Linked DNA regions of Mus musculus: region 2 is linked to region 1. Evidence: chromatin contacts called from public promoter capture Hi-C data. All regions are on one chromosome and are shown on one strand. Each heading gives the region's core, a stretch centred on a gene start, on an enhancer-like site or on the middle of the called end of the contact. The rest is flanking DNA. Distances are from core to core; before and after follow the strand shown.

Region 1 (3,511 bases), core at 718-3,217:
ATGTTTAGAAACTCCATTTGAGACCTCTCTGTCCTGTCATTCTAAATGTCAATGAATGCAGTTCTTCAAAACTTAATGGAACCTCACACACTCCCACACCCCCACTCTCATCCCCAGCACACTCACAATACTAAATACTGTGGTTAGAGATTTGTAAACACCCCCAGGCTAAATTCCTGCCAAGGTCTTTCATTGCTTAGGTTTCAAAATGTTGACCCATGGCATCAAAGTACGGTGTGTTTTTTGAAAGCCCATTTTACACCATGCTGCACTTTCCTCTGGAAACATTGCATAACAAAGGCTCTCCTGAAGGGTTAGAGATCCATTTCCTCACGCTCACCCTGATAGTTAATATTTGTGGCTGTTGTTAATTATGCTAACCTCCTAGACTGGACATGACTATTTAGTTTGGTCCCTTTTAACTTTCGTAAGTTAACTTACAAAGCAATAGGTTTAAATGTGGCACCTTCCTATGTCCGCCCTCAGACCTTGTTCTTGCTCATCCTTAACTTAGTTTTGAGACAGAGCACTGCCCATTGCACCTCCTCTCTTGTTGACAATTTCTGACCTTTGTCCTTTTCCCTGAAGGGCTTTCTTACTAAATGTTCTTATCATTAACCCTTGGTAAGATTTATTATTACAATATTATATTTATTATTATTTAATACTTAATTTGGTCCCTCTTAACTTTCATAAGTATTTGGGCCAAATTACCTGTTCTGTTTTGTATATGTAAATGCTTTAATTGATTTTTCTCAATGACAATCAGTATTCTGAAACCTTCTCCGCCTATTTGACTAAACATACTTTGATGAGCTATTAATGCCTCTTTCTAACACAGTAGTCGTGAATGATCTATGTGAAGTCAAAATTATCTGTAAATTGACAGAGTCTCGGATATTTTCTTGTTAATGTGAGAAAACACCTAGCAAAAAGCAAAATAAGGAAGGAAAGTTTTACTTTAAGCTTGCAGTGCAGAGAAGTTCAGCCATCAGGATGGGGAAGGCTTGGAGGTGCTCAGGAGACAGAACAGCATATCTAGTTGACGCCACCACCAACGTTCTGAAGCAACACCTTCTCACATCCCCACAGGCAACAGGTTCATACTGGGGTAGGGACAGATTGGATGAGGCAACCGCCATCCAATCCCAGGAGAGTCGGACGACCGACGGCCCTCCCAGAAGCCCAGGATCTTGAAAGAGACTTCCGCGCTTGTTGCAAATACATTGCGTGGGCATCCACAGTCTATGAGCCTGGAAGCTCTTCTTCCCTCCCTCAGTTTCAATGGGACAGCATGAAAAGATTATGGGGGCAGGCTGAGAAGTAGAGAGGCACCTCAAGGGACTTCCTGATACTCAGTAATGATTCCATTAATTCCCATATCGTGATAATCACGTTAATACCCGCAAACAAATGTAGCTGTTATGAAGTCACAGTAAAACCAACTAGTGGGGTTCAATCCCCCAGCTCTGCCAGAAGACAACCCCTCCCAAAAATTCTGAAAATGTTCTAAAATGTTAATCGAAGTAAATGCCCTCATAAAATGGACACCAAATTACCTACCCCCTCAAGGAACAAGATAACAATCAAGAAACAGCCTATAATCAGAAATGGGAGAGAAAGTTTATTTTAAAACCCTAGGATAAAAATCACAGATTCTGTCACGTTTATAATATCGTTCAGCACATTTACACGCGTCTTGTTTTTGAACACTGGCTTTCCAGACTCCTTTCAGGACCGTTATTTGGATCTGGCTTTCCCCAAGCCTTCCCAAGAGCTGGGAAATTGGTAGATCCAGGAAGGAGCCTTGACAGGCAACTCACCCAGAAGCCTCTAGGGGACGCGGGAGTGCCGCATGAAGTAATGCGCATGTTCCACCCGCTCCGGCGGACCCTCCCTCTCGTCCCTCCCCTTCTCGTTTCCACCGGAAGTGCTCCCTGGGAGCGGCGGCCGGAAACGCGGGCAGGATCGGTTGCGTAAATACTTTTGAAAGACCCTATTAGCGCGCGGGGCGCCACGTTTGATCTGTGGACGGGCTTGGGCGGGTGCAGTGCCGGGCAGAGAGCCACGTACGCCATGGAGTCTATGGGTCGGCAGGACCGCAGGCTGCATCAGCAGCTTAAGGAAAGCAGTAGCCGCTTCCAGACGTTAATGAAGCGGCTGATAGCGAAGGTAGGCTGGGACGGCGGCCGAGGCGGGCAGGGCGCGGTGGGCGGGGATCCAGCGCCCCGGAGTCTGACCAGCTCTCCCTTCCCCGCAGTACAACCAGCCCTTTGAGGACGACCCGTTGGTGGAGATGAGGACGTTAACCTACGAGACGCCCCAGGGTACGAAGCCCTCCCTTCCTGTTGGCACTGGGCCAGAACAGTGGGCCTAGAATTTGCAATGCTGCATTTGTCCCCCTTGCTCCTAGGGACCTTGAATCCCTGAGTTGCTGATTTCCAATTTAATTTCTCTGAAAGAAATGCCTGGAGACACAGTGCAGCCTGGTTTTTTAAAATGCCTGGCATGGAAGTTCGAGCTAATTGATTAGCGGTACAAGTGACTCTGTAAAATAAGGATGTTGACAATCATGGGTAAGCCGTATGGTTGTGTATAACATCACCAGAGTACCTGTCAGGCCATTGGAACAGCACCCAGGACTGCTCCGCTCTCATGGGCTTTGCTGTATAAATGTAGACCCATCTGTTTTGGACAGTCCCCATTATCTGCCACCTCTGACGCATTTTATTTAATGTTGTGAGTGTACTTACTACCTTAAACCTCATCGGTTCTCTAACTGGGATAAGTTTGTTATTTGATGAGGTCGTATCCTTCCCTAAGACCCATCCCTGATGTTTGTCTGAATTTATTGATAAAATCGGATTTCGGATCACAGTCTGCCAGGGGTCTACAAGTGCAGTCTGTCTTTTGTCTTATTGGCTGTTCAGGGCACGTGTTGGGTAAGCATTTTAAATAAGCAGAAACTGAACTAATTCTACAAAGAGGTTGCTTTTCTCTGGATGGGATCAGGACACAGCAATATAGGAATCCATAAGTGTGCTGTCTGACTCTTGGCTTTTCTGTGCTCTTGCGGCTGTTTGTGAAGGGGTAGGCAGTGTCTGGAGTATTTTGGACTGCCCATCTGTCTTCAATGATATATTCTGTCAGTGATATATAACTGATGTCAGTTATATGAGAACAGTGAAGTTGCTGAAGAGTTTGAGACTATACAAGTTGGTATAAGAGCCCTCCCTGAGGTCTGGCCAACACATAGACACCTAGGGCTGCAGTTGTCGGTTAACAAATCTATGTCCTAGCAAGCTTGCCATGAATCCCTCATCTTGTTGATTGTTCTGAGAGACACGTTTTTGGCGCGGCCTTTCCTAACATGCAGTAGACTGAAGTCCAGATTTAAGGTGGAGACTGGAGCAGAGAGCTAACTGCAGAGAACAGGAGGGAATCATTTGTGTGTGTTGACAGTTCACCTGGGCATGCACTTAGCACGTATTGTAGAGTTCAGTTTCAAACA
Region 2 (3,511 bases), core at 673-3,172, 740 kb before region 1:
AGAACTCAAGCATGAACTTGAAGCAGAAACCATGGAGGGCTGCTGCTTGCTGGTTCATCAGCAGGCTGTGCTTAGCTAGCTTTCTTGTACAGCCCAGGACCATCTGCCTAGGGAATGGTGCTACCCACAGTGAGCCAATTAGCAATCAAGACAATCCTCCACAGATATGCTTGCAAGCAAGTACAATATCCCTGATTGGAACAGTTGAGTCTCCTACCTCTGGTGACTCTAGGCTATGTCAAGTTTGGACAATTAAAGTTGACTAGGACATATGACATCAGATGAAAACAGAAAAAGCAACTTATACAAAAGTGTGCAGGTCTTTCCCTTACAGTAAAGAAACATAGTATTATATTCATTAGTTGCTTTTCATAAGTTAAGATAATTTTGCATTGGGAAATTATCCCTAGAAAACGAAATATAGAACCATCATATCATCTATTAATAACACACACACACACACACAGACACACACACACCCAGAGAGAGAGAGAAAGAGAGAGAGAGAGAAAGAGAGAGAGAGAGAGAGAGAGAGAGAGGTCACTGCAGTACTGTTCACTATTCACACTGGTTGTGCAACCAACCTGTGTCCATCAATGCAATATGCATAAGGAAAACAGGACATATATACACAATTGAATATACTATTCAGCCCTAAGAAAGGCAATCCTAACATTTGAGACAATTTAAATGAACCTGACATTATGGTATATGAAGAGGTTAGACAAAGAAAGGCAAATACATCATGACCTCAGTGATGTGTGGAATCTAAAAAATATGAGTTCAATACACACACACACACACACACACACGCACATGCACACACATATAGAGAGAGACAGAGACAGAGAGAGACAGAGAAAGAGTAGAACGGTGACTGGATTGTTGAAGGAGGAACTTTGGGGAGTGTCAGTGGAGGAAGACAAACATGATTGGACATAAAGAGTAACTTCAAGAGACTTACCACACGCTACAGCACCAGTATAGTAATAGTTAATATACATATTATGTTCTCAGAAAATGCTAAGAGTTTATATAGTCTCACTTCAAATACTAACTATGCAAAACAACACATACATTAATTAACCAAATTATTCATTGCACAATGTGTATATACTTTGGAATGGCATGCAGTACATGATAATTTATACAATTTTATCTGCCAATTAAAAATGGCTTTTGAGGTGAAGATTATTTTTGGATGAATCAAGATATTTTGGTTATTGTGTTCTAGCGCTGGCTGTGGGCGTGAGAAGAAATCCAGCACAAAAAATCTCTATTAGACGATGCCCTGGGTCACTATAGCGAGGCTCCATCTCCCTCACTGGTCTCTACAGGATACATATGTCTGAGGTGGCCTGGGAAAATTTATTTGTTTTACTTGCCTTTAAATTTCACGGAGTCCAGAAGGCACTTAAAGGAAGGAACTTAGATCACATGTGTCAGAATCCATCTAGTTTCTTGACAGTGAACCACCAGAGCCTGCTGCCTCTAAGAATTAGGGATAGAAAGTCACCTGCAATTTCAGAAAAAACAAAAAACAAAAAACAAAAAACAAGAGTGTTTGCTGAGGAGGGGAGGGAACCCACAGAGGGTTCCTGAGTGGGAAAGCCGCCAAGGAGCTGGAGTTGAGGACCGTGGGCATGGGAAGGCAGTGAGTACCATATCTGATGCTGAAGAAATGGAGCGCTGCTGGCTGAGTAGACCAGGAGCCTGAGAAACATCCCCGCTACTGAGATAGAAGCCAATGGTCTGAAAAAGAGATGGAGGGGAAAGGAAGGGAAGAGGTGTGAGCAGCCCGGAGAGGGGGAGACCTCGTGCACTTCAGGAGGTCGAAACCAAAAGGGAGACGAAGAAAGACAGATGTTTTTTGAGTTAAAGATGGAGTTCGCCCTCCAGGGTCACTAGAACAAAATGGCCTCAGTTAAGAGTCCACACCTAGACTTGGCACCACGAGGCTTCCTTATTCAGGAACAGAGAAGGAACATCGGAACACTGAGTTTCAGGTTGGGGGTGGAGTAACCGCTTTGAAATCAGAAGCAAAACTGGGAACCGCAGAGAGGTAAGGGGAACAGACCCTTTCACTTCCAAGTTGCTTTTAGTTTTGGTTTTTATCATAGCAAAAGAAAGCCAGGCAGAACTGTAAAGAAGGGAGAAAACTTGTCGAATCAGAGAAAATGTTTTATTGTCAGAAATTAGAGAGACAGAGACAGACAGGGGCAAGGGTGAGGGTAGGGGTTGGTTTTTCCTTAATGCAACTCGGAGAAATGTCTTTCCTATCCGGCTTCCAGAAGCTTCCTTGCCTGCGCGTTAGACCTGCTTCTGTGCTGAGTTTTTATATCCTGCCCAGGCTTGGTCACAGAAACCGCCCCGTGCCTCTCCTAGTTTCCACAGCTCCCAGGCACGCAGGTACTTTGGGCGGTGTCTGCACTTTTGCTTGGAGGAGTGCTCTGACCTCATGACTCAGCAGATGCCACGCTTAATTGGAGGTCTGGGAGGGGACGGTAGTTGGCTCCCTTGTGTTTCTCTCCAAAATGGTCCAAGTTTAACGGCTGCCTGTGCTGATCCTGAGCAGGTGTGTGATGGCTGAGAAGGCGTTTTCAGAGCATACAATAGCCTGTTTACCTGCTGTCTTCCCCTCCAACCCCCCTCCTTTAACTATTTCCTCCCTATCCTCCAGAGAGTCTGTCTGTGCCTGAGAATTAAGCTTTTGCCTTCACTTCGTTTTTATATATGGAATCTAATTAAACCTTTCAATTTGATTTTATGTGTGTCTGTATATGGTATATACATGAGGTGTGCACTCAACTGTGTTTGCCCATAGGCTGAAGGTCCATACCAGGTCTCCTCTTCTGGTTTCCATTTTATTCCCTGATACAACCCTCCCTAGATCATCATATCCTGAACTCACAGCCAGGAGAAACATATTTTCTTAATAAAGCACCTCTATTGTTATTGCTAGATCCTTAGTGTGTTTTCTGGTTATGGTAGATTTCAACTTATTTTTCTTGTTTCTCCTCCAGTCGGTGCTGATTGGTCAGTGTTTTCCACATGTTTTCTGGGATGCCTGTCTGACCTTGTCTGGCTGACCAGGCGCAGTGCTAGGGAGATCCTCTGTGTTTTTGAGGTAATTTTGGCTATGCTAAAGGTGTCTTGGAGTGGGGGCTTCCTGCCAGGTGCTCTCCTCTGCCTGTTAATTTTAGTCCAGTGCCCAGTCCCCCACTCTGTCTACAGAGCGTGCTAATCTCTGATTTAGGCTCTGATTTTCTGAATACCACATTGGGTCCCCTGGCCTCACCTCTATTCTGACTTGATTCCATTTGTGTAGTAGGTGTCACCTCCCAATTGCACCCTCTCTTTGAAGGAAAGACCTTTCAATGCACCCTCTCCTAGATGGAGAGAGAAAGTTACAGGACTCATAAGGCTCTCCCCGGGGCAATATACTATTAGAAATTGCTTGAGAGAGGAGACTCTTTGCAGGAGCCAGAGCTGTACATGGCGTTCCAAAGAT

Evidence for each region. Promoter capture Hi-C pulls out the DNA fragments that hold promoters and counts their contacts.
Region 2: a promoter capture Hi-C map of stem cell-derived epiblast-like cells shows a contact between it and region 1, with 4 times the contacts expected there. The contact joins the promoter of 1700067G17Rik here to the promoter of Hjurp in region 1. A contact is called at or near these places in 3 of 39 promoter capture datasets (embryonic stem cells and stem cell-derived epiblast-like cells).

Annotation. Positions count from the first base shown.
Region 1 is chr1:88,276,035-88,279,545 of GRCm38.p6, reverse strand. Hjurp (Holliday junction recognition protein) reads left to right here and starts at 1,967. Exons shown (of 8, transcript NM_198652.2): 1 at 1,967-2,172; 2 at 2,261-2,327. The coding sequence starts at 2,077.
Region 2 is chr1:89,014,524-89,018,034 of GRCm38.p6, reverse strand. It overlaps 1700067G17Rik (RIKEN cDNA 1700067G17 gene), which reads right to left and starts at 1,922. Exons shown (of 3, transcript NR_040471.1): 1 at 1,663-1,922; 2 at 1,386-1,489. It overlaps Gm34194 (a long non-coding RNA gene), which reads left to right and starts at 1,857. Exons shown (of 9, transcript XR_003947921.1): 1 at 1,857-2,062.